2 separate regions of the Sus scrofa genome follow, and region 2 is linked to region 1. A link is a contact called in public Hi-C data. All regions are on one chromosome and are shown on one strand. Each heading gives the region's core, a stretch centred on a gene start, on an enhancer-like site or on the middle of the called end of the contact. The rest is flanking DNA. Distances are from core to core; before and after follow the strand shown. Region 1 holds the start of ZMAT2 (zinc finger matrin-type protein 2). Region 2 holds the start of TAF7 (transcription initiation factor TFIID subunit 7).

Region 1 (7,055 bases), core at 2,536-5,035:
CTTAATATACAGAAATTCAGGAAATACAACTCTCCCCTGGGGATGGGAGTGGACTGAGGAAGAGAGCCTCACTATGATTCATAACATAAAATTCAAAGCTGGGGGAGAGGGAAGGGAAGGATTGTAGAGCCCACCTCTTCTCTGAGTTCCTTCATTCTTTCCTCAAAATCATAATCCTTCTGCTTCTCTTCCATCTTCTTCTTGTTGACTTCAAAACGTTTCTTCACCTGATCCAAGGTAGAACGTTCCACACGCATAGACATGCCCAGGTTTCGTTGATCTGGGTGGGGTCAATAGTGAGGAAGGTCATTACAACAACATCCTAAGTCCCTGGAGTTCCCATCGTGGCTGAGTGGTTAACGAATCTGACTAGCATCCATGAGGACACAGGTTCGATCCCTGGCCTGGTTCAGTGGGTTAAGGATCTGGAGTTGCTGTGAGCTGTGGTGTGGGTTACAGAGACAGCTCAGATCTGGCATTGCCTGGCTGTGGTGCAGGCCAGCAGCTGTAGCTATGATTCGACCCCTAGCCTGGGAACTTGCATATGGCGTGGGTGTGGCCCTAAAAAGGAGAAAAAAAAAAAAAAATCCTAAGTCTCTCAAAAAGTCTTCCTAACATTCAAAAATCTCAGAAAGCATGCAAAAAAATAATATGGCTAAAAAAAAAAAATATATATCCTTTGGCAGCAGCTCCAGATAACAAGATATAAGCGGCTTTCAACTATCCTTACAGAGTACATGCATGTGAGTGTGGACAGCTGGGCCCAAGAAAAGACCATGGTTTGGGCTTGGGCTTGTTGAGAGTCTAGAACAGATTCGCACCTCTTGGACTCCAGAAACATTAAATAAATAGTAAAGGATCCTATGCTGAAGGAACTATAGAATTCCCTTGACATTAAAAAAGAGGCCCAAGAGAAATGACCCTTTCCCCCACCCTATCTCCAATTCCCATCCCAGCCCCAAACTACCTCTGAGCCTTACGTTTCTTTCCATTAATGTGATCCAGGAAGTTGATAGAGTCTTTCACTACACAGTCACAGACATTGCAGTAATACCTAGAAAACAGAAAGAAACAGCACTCGGGTTGGTGGATTGTTGTAAGGATTTTGTCGCTTTTGACCAAGAAACATGTATTTTGAAATCAAAGTTCTTTTTAGAACAAAGAGGCCTCCACACCACAGCATGACAGAGCTAGGAAGCAGACCCTCTAGACCCACTTATACCTCAGATGAATGCAGACCTTTGAGGGCAACTTTGTGAGAAAGCCTGAGCCAGAACCACCTAAGTAAGTCCCAGATTCCTTACCCCCAGATATTGTGAGCTACCTGCTGTTTTACGCTGCTAAGTCTTGGGTTAATGTATTCATTTCTATAGCAGCAGATAACTAACACAAAGAGGAATGACAACAGCGGGTCTACTAAGCAGCTCAGAGAAGTGTCACACATTGCTATCTGTGTGATCCTCCTGCTGGAAAACCTAACTGGACAGAGAAGTAGTGGTGGGCCAAAGGAAGGAGAGTTCCTGTGGGAGCCTTCTTTCTAAAGCTTATAGTCTTGGTCTAATAGCAAGGTGCACAACCAGGAAATCCGTAACAACTACAACCTTTGCAGCTAGTTAGTCCACAACCTTAACCCCCTTTATCCACCATCAACAGCTCCTGGGCTTCATTCTAGCTTCACCTAATTCCTCCCCTAGACATCTCCTCAGTAGACCTTTCCTTCATGTCTTCCTCTGGCAGGAGAACAAACAATTCCCTTTAAGATATTAAGAAGTAGTTATAGTACTAATATAACAAAGCCTACAGAGTGACACCTCGTAGAGACACTATTATGTTAACTTGAGGCCTTGGAGAACAAAGCATGGAATGACAGAAAACAAGGTTATTATTCTGGGGCCAAGTATCCTGCTCAACACTTCCTGAAACCAACCTAGTTTTATGTGACTTACTCCTGGATGCAGAGATAAATGAAAAGCCACTTACCCTCCCATCTCAGACTGTGGGGTAGTCTTGGTAATGACAATTGTCTTCCCGAGCTTGGATTCCAGGTCCACCTTGTAATCTCTATGCCGGAGAAGCTCTCGCTTGACTGGCTGCACGGGCTTTCCTGGAATATAATGGGGAAGGAAGTCGCTTCATTATCAGAGATCCTTAGCCAGAAAGGAAAAGAAATGCATAAAATGCAAAATCCAGAAGTCTACCTTCATTTCTTTTTTGAAACCTGAAGCAAGGGACAAAAGAGTCCCTTCTAGCAGTAGCTACAGAGAATTTCAACACAGCAAAAATGATAAGCAATCCTTAACTCCCTACATCTTTTCTCCACTTTAAAGCCAACAAGTCTATGGCGTTCCCATCCTGGCTCAGCGGAAATGAATCTGACTAGTATCCATGAGGACGTAGGTTTGATCCCTGGCCTCAGTGGGTTAAGAATCCGGTGTTGCTGTGAGCTGTGGTGTAGGCCAGCAGCTATGGCTCGGACTCGACCCCTAGACTGGGAACCTTCATATGCTGCGAATGCTGCTAAAAAGACAAAAAAGAAAAGAAAAGCAAGACCACTCATTTAGTGTTTTCAGACAGATACCCCATGTGTAACACGGCAATCTTCTGAGAGCTGGGGAAGTTTTTTAAAGAAGAACTATTATCTAGGAAATATCTGCTATATGCCAAGTACTATTGCATGAGTTACATAAAAACCAAAAGTGCTGGAGTATGCAAGTAAAGCAAAAGAAAGTACAAGTCTGAAAACAGAAAAGAAAATAAGACCAACTCCCTGACAAAATGTAAGGCACAGAGAACAGCCGTAAGCACTAGATGAAACAATCAATCCCACGTTCCCCAGGTTAAGAATCCGGTGTTAAGAATCCCACGTTCAATAGCAGCAATACACAGCAGCAAAAACACTCCACTTAACTTCTTCTGAGGATCACTACTGAGGATTCCACTGTCTTCCCTGTACTTGAGGAAAGCACTAAATGAGCCAAGCAAAGGAAGGGCAAGGAAGCAGGGAACCGCAGAGCCGGAAAGCACCTCCAAACCATTTCAGTTCATCTCCTCACGCCTATCTTACTTTTCTACCTGAGGAGCCAGGGAGGCACTATTCTGCCGGAGGTTACACAGGAAAGGGGGCAGCGCGTTTCAACCCCCCACCGACTCGCTAACCATTGCTTCGCATCTGCAGTACACTTAGCACTTGATGGAACAGGCACCCACCATCCTTCTTTTCTCTCTCTTCTGTGAGCCTCTTCTCCGCAAGCTTCTCATATTCATCTTTGTCCCACTTTCGGCGAAAGTCCAAGTTTTTTGCCTGTGGGGGAAAAGGGGCTGAAGATTCGTCGCTAATCGTGTCCGACCCCTGGACAAACAGAAGAAACCGCTCCCCAGCCGCTAAGGCGGCCCCGGGACCTGGGAAGAGCGAAGCCTCTCCGGACAGCACCGGGAGGCTGAGGTTGCCTCAGGACCCCAACCCGAGACCTTCCCGCTTCCGATGACCCTGCGCCAGGGCCTTACGGGGGAGCTCTCAAACCAAGGCGGTTAGATCGCCAGGAGGTGTCGGGAAGCCAGGCGGGTGCGGGGTATTCAGCGCCGAAAAGCCGCCCCGCACCCCCCATCCCAAGCCTCCTCACACACAACACCTACCCCGCTACCCGACGCCATCTTCACAGCGAAGTGAATGGAAAGCCGGAAAATGCCGTAAAAAGCGGCCTTGCGCCGTAAGGCAAGCCCGCCCTCCAATAAGCTTAGAGTCTCGTGTTCTAAACGAGCTAAGGACTGGAGGATTTCTAAAACAAGATCGTCGGCCCCGCCCCTGCTCCAAGGAAATGGCGCATGCGCAAGGGGAGTATGAAGCAACGCGGAAGTAAGGGCGCCTGCGAGGGTTTTTCACCCTGGCTTTAAAAACAAGCACAGATTCAACCCTTCCATTTTACGTAAGAGGAAAATGAAGTTCAGATCAGCGCCCTCCGGTCTAGTCTAACCAACCTGCGTGCACTGCCAAGAGTTTCCAAACCTTCTTAAGGCTGAAGTTCTGTTATCAGGGGCTCTAGATGCCTCTTTACCTGTGTGCACTGAAGATAGGGCCCCAGAGCTCCTAAGAGTTTGCACAGGCTGTAGTCTTCCTAATGCACAAACTGAAAGCGCTGTTTGCATTTTGTCTCTTTATCTTGAAGCAATGCTATCACCCCTTGGTTAACTCATTTTTCCTTCAACTGAGAAACATCACAATTATTCAATCTACAGGGCACAATTTAATCAACACGATCGGACCTGGGAAGGCCAGTCATCAGCAACACTCTAGGGTGAAGAACTCTAGCAAATGTCACACTACACACTGACTTAGTGAGGTGACTGTATCTCACAGCTGCGGGGAGGAGGAAGCATGGCTGTTCCCTTCACCAAAAATAAAACATCACCCCAGGGACGTTCCTCTTAGCTCACTGCATCCTCCAGTGTGCACTCAAGCGTTTTCTATGGCCTATGCAAACAAATCCCTCGATAACAAATTACCCAAGCTTCTAGATTTAATATTTTATTTAATATATTATACAACCACTTCTAGAACAGCCACCTCCACGGCAGGACATGGACTAGTTAGAGCAGGCATAGGTAATGGTCTCCAAAGTCTCAAAAGATCAGATCTCCATCTTGTCAGGTCGCCTATTAAATTCAACATTCAAGATTATTAAACAGACGGCCTCACCCTGATTAACACTGGGTAGGCTAGAGAGACGTCATATTAATATGGGCACTGCTGGGCCCTTGGGCTAGCATCTCTGTCCTCAAACAAAACAGAGAGCAGTCATTGCCCCTTCTTGCTGTTTACCAAAAACTCCCTGGACAGGCCAAGACCACACAGTGGTCAAACTGCCCAGAATTTGGTTCAGAAGCGAAGAGTGGAAGGCTAAGACATGACTTCTGATCTCAGTGGTTCAGAATCGTCTCAACCTGAGGTGACTTTCCCAGAGACTTGTTCACAGCAACCATCTTATTAGCACATGTTGGCAGCGTTCAACGGCACTGCAAGTCTGCCATCTGCCTCTGCAGTTAGAGCATGTCTCTGTCACATACCAGCCATCTGCGCCCATGCAGTATAGCTGCTCTCACTAGCCCCAGAGTCCTCAGGACCTCCTACAATTCTGTACCCAGAAAAGATGGAGGATGCGTAGGCACGAGTCAGCCATCCTGGCCAGCAGTTGTAAAGTTGTGGAACAGGAACTCAGTCCTAGATGAAACCTTTTCTACAAAGAGCAGCAGGTGGCATTCAGGCAAGGATCAAGACTCAGATAGTCGCTTCTGAATTTCAGCCACAAGATTTTCTCGCTTAATGGCCACCTGAAACATAAGAGAATCTTCATGTGACAAACTAGAGAGTGATACTAGCACCTCAGACACTGCTTTTCCAGATTCATTTAATTTGGCAACTATTCCCATGACCTATGCAACCGGTAGGGAGTCTGGGCTTCAAGCTGACCTGAAGAAGGTAGGAGCTCAAGACTAAAGGGATTCAAACACCGGATCTATGTTTATTTTATCTCCAGATACCCAAAGAGATTTCATTTGTCTTCTTGCCTGCCCAGCCATCATTGGCTACAATGGCTGCCTGGAGGGGGTACTCATTCATCTCTATCACTATAAACCCTGGAGATATTTCCTTAGCCAGAAGATACGTATTTCTTTTCTTTTCTTTTTTTTTTTTTTTTTTTTTTGTCTTTTTGCTATTTCTTTGGGCCGCTCCTGCGGCATATGGAGGTTCCCAGGCTAGGGGTCGAATAGGAGCTGTAGCCACCGGCCTACGCCAGAGCCACAGCAACGCGGGATCCGAGCCGCGTCTGCGACCTACACCACAGCTCACGGCAATGCCGGATCCCTAACCCACTGAGCAAGGGCAGGGATCCAACCCGCAACCTCATGGTTCCTAGTCGGATTCGTTAACCACTGCGCCATGACGGGAACTCCACATATTTCTTAAAGAATCTAAGAAAGGGAGAAACATTTGGTCCCTTCTATTTCTGACTGCCGCACTCACCTCCTCCCTGCTGGCCACTGAACGCAGCTTGATGAACCCTTCCTTCAGTTCTTGCTCACCAATAATGACCACCAGTGGAATACCCATGTCCTCAGAGTAGTGCAGTTGGGTTAGTAGTTTTGGGTTGTTCTTATACATCAGCTCTGCCTAAAAACAGTGAACAAAGAATAGGGACCATACAGAATTCCAGTGTGATTCAGAAGAAATGAATCCGACTAGTATCTACGAGGATGTGGGTTCAATCCCTGGCCCCGCTCAGTGGGTAAAGGATCCGGCATTGCCATAAGCTGTGGTGTAGGTGGCAGTGGAGGCTCTGATCTGGCATTGCTGTGGCTGTGGTGTAGACCTGAAACTGCAGCTCCAATTCGACCCCTAGCCTGGGAACTTCCATATGCCACAGGTGTGGCCCTTAAAAAAGCAAAAAGAATAGGGAGCTTAGAAGTGACCACCACTCAAACCCCAGGAGCAAGCATATCCAGAGAAGAAGGTAAGTAGCCTTGTACCCTTAGACACTCTAGTGAGGACGAAAAACGTCTTGCGTTCCACCCTAAGCAGAAGGTAGAAATGGGCCTGGTGCCTGAATTCCATATACCTAGAAGGTTTGGATATCAGCTCCACGATACCTTGATCCCAGCATCCCAAAGCTCTGCAATTAGCTTCAATCGTTCCCGGAGAAAGTTTTTCTGTGGTGTGGCCACAAATACTTGGGTCTCTGTGGTCCGTATCTTCTCACCAAAAGTCTAACAAAAGAGACAGAGAATGGAGTTACTGCTGTTTGAGCAGTAGATTAAGAATGTGACTGCAAACGGAAGTTCCCGTTGTGGCTCAGCAGGTCACAAACCCAACCTAGAATCCATGATGTTATGGGTTTGATCCCTGACTTTGCTCAGTGGGTGAAGGATCTGGCATTGCCGTGTGCTATGGCGTATGTTGCAGACGCAGCTCAGATCCCGCATTGCTGTAGCTGTTGCGTGGGCCAGCAGCAGCAGCTCCAAATCAACCCCTAGCCTGGGAACTTCCATATGCCGCAGGTGCA
Region 2 (7,291 bases), core at 4,224-6,723, 540 kb before region 1:
GTAGGTCACCAACATGGCTCAGATCTGGCATTGCCGTGGCTGTGGTGTAGGCTGGCAGCTGTAGCTCCAATTTGACCCCTAGCCTGGGAACCTCCATATGCCGCGGGTGTGGCCCTAAAAAATAAAAAAGAAATAACTTCCTTTCTTTTTAAGGCTAGATAATATTCTATTATATGTACATATACCATGTTTTACTTAAGCATTCATTGATGGACACTTAGGGTGCATCTAAATTTTAGCCATTGTGAATAAGGCAGCTATGAACATGAGCGTACAAATATGTCTTTGAACCTTGCTTCCAATTCTTTGGGGTATATCCACAGAAGTGGAATTGCTGGATCATGTGGTAATTCTGTTTTTAATTTTTTGAGGAACTATCAACTGTTTTCCATGGTGGCTGTACCCTTCCGGGGTACAGTCACCAACAGTACACAAGAATTTCATTATTCTATGTCCTTGCCTAACGATTAATAATGCTGAGCATCTTTTCATGTGCTTCTTGATCATTTGTATCTTTTTGGAATCACATGCATACTACTGTAATCCTCGCAGTAACCAGCTCTTTCATGGGCACCATTGCTCTGCCTCTATGGACTGAATATTTATGTCCCCTCAAAACTCACATGTTGAAACCTAATCAACGTGATGGTATTGAGAAGCAGGGCTTTGGGGTGATCAGGTCACGAGGGTGGAGTCCTTATGGCATCAGTGCCCTTGTAAAAGAGCCTGTGGAAGCTCCCTCCCCCCTTCCACCCTGTCAGGTTACAGCAAACAAAGACTGCTATCTGTCCACAAGGGGGCCTGCCCTCACCAGACATCAGGCTGCCAGTGCCTTTATCTGGAAGTTCTCAGCCTCCAGAACGAGAAATATCTTTCTGCTCCTTTTTTTTTTTTTTTTTCTTTTTTCTTTTTAGGGCCGCACCTGAGGCATACAGAGATTCCCAGGCTAGGGGTTGAATCGGAGCTACAGCGGCCAGTCTGCACCACAGCCACAGCCAAGCAGGATGTGAACCCATCTACAACCAGCTCCAACATATCACTGCAACGCCAGATCCCTGATCAACTGAGCAAGGCCAGGGATTGAATCCGCATCCTCACAGATACTAGTTGGATTCATTTCTGCTGTGCCACGATGGGAAATCCAAATTTCTGTTCTTTATAAGCCATTCAGTTTATGGTATTTTCTAACAGCAGCTCAAATAGATTAAGACACTTGCTCATGCCCTTTCCTCTCTCCTAACACCGTGTTCATGGGGTTTACCCTCCATGAACCTAAGGGGAAGCTGAACCTATTCACAGCCCTAGTAGGTTTTGATAGGTCAAAACTAAAAATGTGCTTATTCCTCTTGTCAGTATTTCAAACAATTATAATTGTTAAACAATTAACAAAACAATTACAACAACTGATAATTTAAAAATAAAGCTTAAGGCAAGGTTTCTCAACCCTGGTACTATTTTAAGCCAGATAACTATGTGTGGGGGATGGATGGTGAGTGCAGTGTAGGATATTTACCAGCATGCCTGGGCCTCTACCCGCTAGATACCAGTAGATCCCACTGCCACAGATGCAACAATCAAAACATCTCCAAAACATCATCAAATGCCCCTCTGTCCCCACTATTTTGAAAATCACACACTTAGGGTGTTCCCCTGGTGACTAGCATGGAGCCAGAGATAGGTACATGGCCTAAGCTGGTCCAATCAAATTGAAAGACAGATTTTGGCCGGGGAGAGTCACCCTCTGAACTTACCATGGACAAGAAAGGAAGGTCCTCCATTACTGCTGGCAGGTTTCTTATGACCACAGACTTGGGAAGTGTACAAGGAGAAGAGGGCAAAGCTGAAAGAATAATAAAGTATAAATAAATGCACATGGTCCAAAATTAGGAAGAGCTACACAATTTGGGCGAGGCCATGATTCTATCATGCTAAAGACAGGCATACTTCTGGAACTGTCTGATACAGTAGTCACCCGCACTTGAATTGTGGCTCATCTCAAGGTGACTGAGCGCTTGGAACCTGGCTAGGCCAAACTGAGATGTGCGATAAGCGTAAAATATACACCAGATTTGGAGATTGAGTACAAAATAACTATGTAAAATATATCATTAGTAATTTCTATGTGATTATATGTTGAAATAAAATTTTGATAATTAAGTTAAATAAAATGTTATTGAGGAGTTCTTGTTGTGGCTCAGCAGTAAAGAACATGGCTAGTGTCCATGAGGGTGTGGGTTTGATTCCTGGCCTTGCTCGGTGGGTTAAGGACCCGGCGTTGCTATGAGCTGTGGTGTAGGTTGCAGATGAGGCTTGGATCCTGCATTGCTGTGGCTGTGGTGTAGGCTGGCAGCTATAGCTCCAATTCAACCCCTAGCCTGGGAACTTCCACATGTCATGGGTGCAGCCTTAAAAAGACAAAAAAAATTATTGAAATTAATTTCACATGTTTCCTTTTGCCATTTTAAGGGGCTTACTAGATAATTTAATAATGCAGCTTTCATCTGTGGCTCACATTATATTTCTATTGGACAGAACTGCTTTAGTCTACCTGGTTTTTGAGACAATACATTCTTTTATTGTTTAAACCAGGGTAAATCAGGTTGGTCTTTTTTTCTATAGAAAGCATCCTACTGATACAGGACACTGCTATATGTTAGTTAACCTGCTTTTACTGCGTATGCACAACAGCATATAGGAGTACTTTTGGGGGGTATTTGCTATTTCCTCACTCCTATAATTTTATATCTCCAAAATATAAGCAAAAGCTTCTTCCATAACTCACAATTTTAACCTCCACAGTGTAAGAAACGTCAAAGATTATTAAAGGGCATTTTCAATCATAGAGCATTAGCCTGACTGTCTACTCCTTAATCATAGGTAGGAAGTCTTTGAGACTTGTTAACACACTGGGGAAGATACTGCTCCCCCTAAAGCTTTGGCTCACTTGTATCCCGATATTCCATGGAACAAATACAGGAGTGTAATTCCTTCATCAGCTCAGTGTTTCTATACATCAAGTGATTTGATAAAAAAAAAAGTGGATTTATCAATAGACATTAAGGTAATGGTGATAGGGCAAAGCCCTTAGCTTTAGGATCAATGTAATTATCCCTCAAAAAATAGCATTCAGGAGTTCCTGTCGTGGCTCAGCAGAAATGAATCTGACTAGTATCCATTTGGATGCAGGTTCAATCCCTGGCCTTGCTCAGTGGGTTAAGGATCCAGCATTGCCATGAGCTGTGGCAGATGTGGATTGGATTTGGCATTGCTATTGCAGATGTAGGTGTAAGCCAGTGGCTACAGCTCTGATTTGACCTCTGGTCTAGGAACTTCCATGTGCTTCCAGTGTGGCCCTAAAAAAGAGACAAAAAACAAAACAACAACAACAACAAAAACAACCAGCATTCAGAAAATGTGAACTGAAAGCAGAAAATAGGTTTCAGGACTGAAGGATGCAGATACTTTAGGGGAAACTTCAGTTGATCCTTTTAATTATCTCTGACAATCTTCCTTTTAAAGGTTTACTAACTGAAATACATCATACTTTTCATAACTCAGAACTGCAGAGAATTCACCTCAAGTTATTTTCTGTGACAAAGATATCTGAGCATCATAAAACTTAGACAATTAAAATGGACAGCAATATCTGGATTATTTTCATGTATAAGCATGGCCTCATGTTTTATAGGGTTAAAAAACATTATGCAGAGACTAGCATGTTAAACTTATATCTATGAAATAAGTTAAATATAATTCAAGGACAAGAACACTGGAAACTTTCACCTTCAAAAAGAGGGAACAGATCAGCCAAGAAATTATACATACATCAGCTAACATTCTTTATGCATTACAGAACAAAGAACTAAAGTACATCTGCATGACAGAAATCTACTCAATATTCTGTAATAAACTATATAGGAAAGAAAAAATAATTCAAAAAATTTTTAAAGTACAATTATGTGGAAGAGCATCATTTTCCTTCGATCTTAACATGAAAAAAACAAACTGGGAAATTCCCTTGCAGTGCAGCAGATTAAGGATAGAGCATTGTCCCAGCTGTGGCACAGGCTGCAAGTGCAATGTGTTGGATAGCCTTGGCCAGGGAACTTCCACACGACCCAAGTATGGCAAAGCCGTTTAAATTCCACCAGGTGATACACAGTATCACAGTCTACCACAACCAAAGGGATACGTTCACACAAGCTAGATGCAAACCTCTCCCCTCATAACAATTGGCACCATCCTTGACTGGAGAATAAATGTATATTAAATGGCTCTATCTCATTTTAAGGTGATATAGAATGTATTTTCTCTCTCAAATTGTTAGAGGATTTAGATTATATTTGTTTTTTTCTGGATGGAGCCATTGTTTCATTCAAATAGCAAATGTTTTCCATCTTCCACGTTTGGATACTCGGCACTGGAACCAAATGTACATGGTATCACATCCCTGATTAACATGGAGCTTCCAATCTTGAATGAGGGAGACAATAAATAAAGAAATAAAGTGAATTTTGTAAATGTTAATCACATTTTAAGTGAGTTCTCAAACTTAGGTGTTAATATTCTAGAGGACAGGAATTAAAATTTTAATGACTCTGATACTCTACCAAAATGATCCTATTAAAAAAATAAATGGAAATGAATAGGATGAGTGTAAACGGTTACAAAGTATATAAATACATGTTGAAGAATACCTGACCACCTGAAGAACATGTTAGGCCAAAGTATATAAATACATGTTGAAGAATACCTGACCACCTGAAGAACAGGCAAGTAGAAAACAGTTATCCAAACAGCGGAGGCAGAATTTAAAAATTCCAAACTAATTTAAAAATTACTGGCAAATGTGCGGCAGGGAGTAATAACTTCAATTCTATTCTACTTTAATCAGACCATTCATCTTTCAGAAAACTGTCCTAAATGAATATGGGCCTCCAGAAGAACATCACCTTCTCTGTCTACGTGTATAACGACGTCCAAAACATTAAGAAGAGGAATCACCCCTGTTTCCTCAGGGTATCTTCAAACAGAAACGGACCCTGAGTCATGGGCTCCTTATGGACATTTTTCACAGTCAATACACATACTTAGAATTACGCAGTGGGCGGCAAGTCCTTACTCCACTGATTTGTGTATTTAAAATCCACTGCATGTTTGGTTATGAATTCTTGTAGCGACTCCAGAGTGGATATAGCCTAGGGAGCACCTGAGTTGTTTCCAGAAACAAAGACGCATTCCGCACGGACGCCCTATCTCCGGCAACTATCTGGAAGCCTAGGAGCTATCCGGCCGCAGGGCGATTCGATAAAAGTTCTGGCTTAGCGGGGTCAGGATCGTATCCTCTAAGTATTTCCAAACCGATAGCTCTTTATGAAAGTCTCATTCTTATCGCGTAAAGCCAAATTCTCGCGAGATGAGAGTTCACGCTGGCCAACGTAATTGCACGTTGCGCCTGCGCGCGCCGGGGCCCGCCCCAACTTCCGCCAGAAGCCTGCCGTCACTCACAGCCGCCTCCCGCCCAAGCGGTGACGTAGCATCCTTTTCCGCTAGATCTGCGCTCCAGACGGAGTTCCACAGAGCTTGGGAGCTGCTGCGCTGCCGAGCTGCTTCTTTGCCGCGCTGCCGAACTGCTCCGCTGCCGAGCTGCTGAGCTGCAGAATCTGGCGCTTGGAGCTGCGAATCTCGGCGAGATTTCGCGTTGCCCATCCTGATCCATTTTACTGATCTGATAATCATTAGCGGATCGCTTTGCCAAGAGCTGGGAAGAACAAAGGAATCGGGAAGGAGACGCTGGGCCCCGGCCACTTTGCTGCGAGTGGCTTCCTTTTCCTTTCGCTTCGGTCCGGAGAGACTGGATTTATAATCGTCACTGGATTGTAAGTACCCGAGGCGAAGAGAGCTCACTACGCCCCGCTTCTTGAATATCTTTGTTCCGGGAGAGTTTGTGCATTGAAAGTTTCTGCTGCGCCTTCCTTTCTGTGCCAAAAATCCTTCCGTAGGAGCGGCCATTTGCTTTCCTGCTAGCTAGCTCTCCCTGGTGGCTGCAGCGGCATCTAGAGGTTGGAACTTGGCATTGCAGCTAATAGATTTAAAAGGACTTAATAAGTGTTTGTAACCACTGGTATTCAGTCACAGCGTCTTTAGAAAGACTTGGGCCTTAATTCACAATAGACGCTTAGGTGCTTTTCTACTTAGAGCTTTTTGTACTTAAAGACTTCAATTTATGACGAACTAGTCTTTCTGTTGACATAGCCGGAACTTTTTAGTCCAACAAGTGGTTGATAGAGAAAAAGTGAGTCACAGAGAAATAAAGATGAGTAAGAGCAAAGACGATGCTCCTCATGAACTGGAGAGCCAGTTTATCTTACGCCTACCTCCGGAATATGCCTCTACGGTGAGGCGGGCAGTACAGTCTGGCCATGTCAACCTGAAGGACAGACTGACAATTGAGTTACACCCCGATGGGCGTCATGGAATCGTCAGAGTGGACCGGGTCCCACTGGCCTCAAAATTGGTAGATCTGCCCTGTGTTATGGAGAGTTTGAAAACCATTGATAAAAAAACCTTTTACAAGACAGCTGATATCTGTCAGATGCTCGTCTCTACAGTTGATGGTGATCTCTATCCCCCTGTGGAGGAACCAGCTGCTACTGCTGATCCCAAAGCAAGCAAGAAAAAGGATAAGGACAAAGAGAAGAAGTTTATATGGAACCATGGAATTACTCTGCCTCTAAAAAATGTCCGAAAGAGAAGGTTCCGAAAGACAGCAAAGAAGAAGTACATTGAGTCTCCGGATGTGGAAAAAGAAGTGAAGCGCTTGCTGAGCACAGATGCCGAAGCTGTCAGTACCCGCTGGGAAATAATTGCTGAAGATGAAACAAAAGAAACAGAAAATCAAGGCCTTGATATCTCTTCCCCAGGAATGTCTGGCCACAGGCAGGGCCATGACTCACTGGAACACGATGAGCTTCGGGAGATATTCAATGACCTCAGCAGCAGCAGTGAGGATGAAGATGAGACACAGCATCAAGATGAAGAAGATATAAACATCATCGACACGGAGGAAGATCTGGAAAGGCAGCTACAGGACAAGCTCAATGAATCAGATGAACAGCACCAAGAAAATGAGGGAACCAATCAGCTGGTGATGGGAATTCAGAAACAGATTGATAACATGAAAGGCAAGCTCCAAGAGACCCAGGACAGGGCAAAGCGACAGGAGGATCTGATCATGAAGGTGGAAAATCTGGCTCTCAAGAACAGATTTCAGGCCGTGCTGGATGAACTG

The links. A called contact is a pair of places that touch in the nucleus more often than the background predicts.
Region 2: a contact with region 1 is called in a Hi-C map of liver, with 7 times the contacts expected there. The contact joins the promoter of TAF7 here to the promoter of ZMAT2 in region 1. A contact is called at or near these places in 1 of 5 promoter capture datasets (liver) and 2 of 47 Hi-C or Micro-C datasets (heart right ventricle and liver).

What each region holds. Positions count from the first base shown.
Region 1 is chr2:142,407,700-142,414,754 of Sscrofa11.1, reverse strand. It overlaps ZMAT2 (zinc finger matrin-type protein 2), which reads right to left and starts at 3,785. Exons shown (of 6, transcript XM_003354316.4): 1 at 3,634-3,785; 2 at 3,208-3,301; 3 at 1,981-2,104; 4 at 981-1,054; 5 at 135-280. The coding sequence starts at 3,651. LOC100521256 (probable histidine--tRNA ligase, mitochondrial) reads right to left here. Exons shown (of 12, transcript XM_013995242.2): 11 at 6,643-6,759; 12 at 4,502-5,325. The coding sequence ends at 5,266.
Region 2 is chr2:142,950,793-142,958,083 of Sscrofa11.1, reverse strand. It overlaps TAF7 (transcription initiation factor TFIID subunit 7), which reads left to right and starts at 5,473. Exons shown (of 1, transcript XM_005661764.2): 1 at 5,473-7,291. The coding sequence starts at 6,317. LOC100515772 (protocadherin gamma-A1) reads right to left here and starts at 5,409. Exons shown (of 3, transcript XM_021084925.1): 1 at 5,210-5,409; 2 at 1,752-1,840.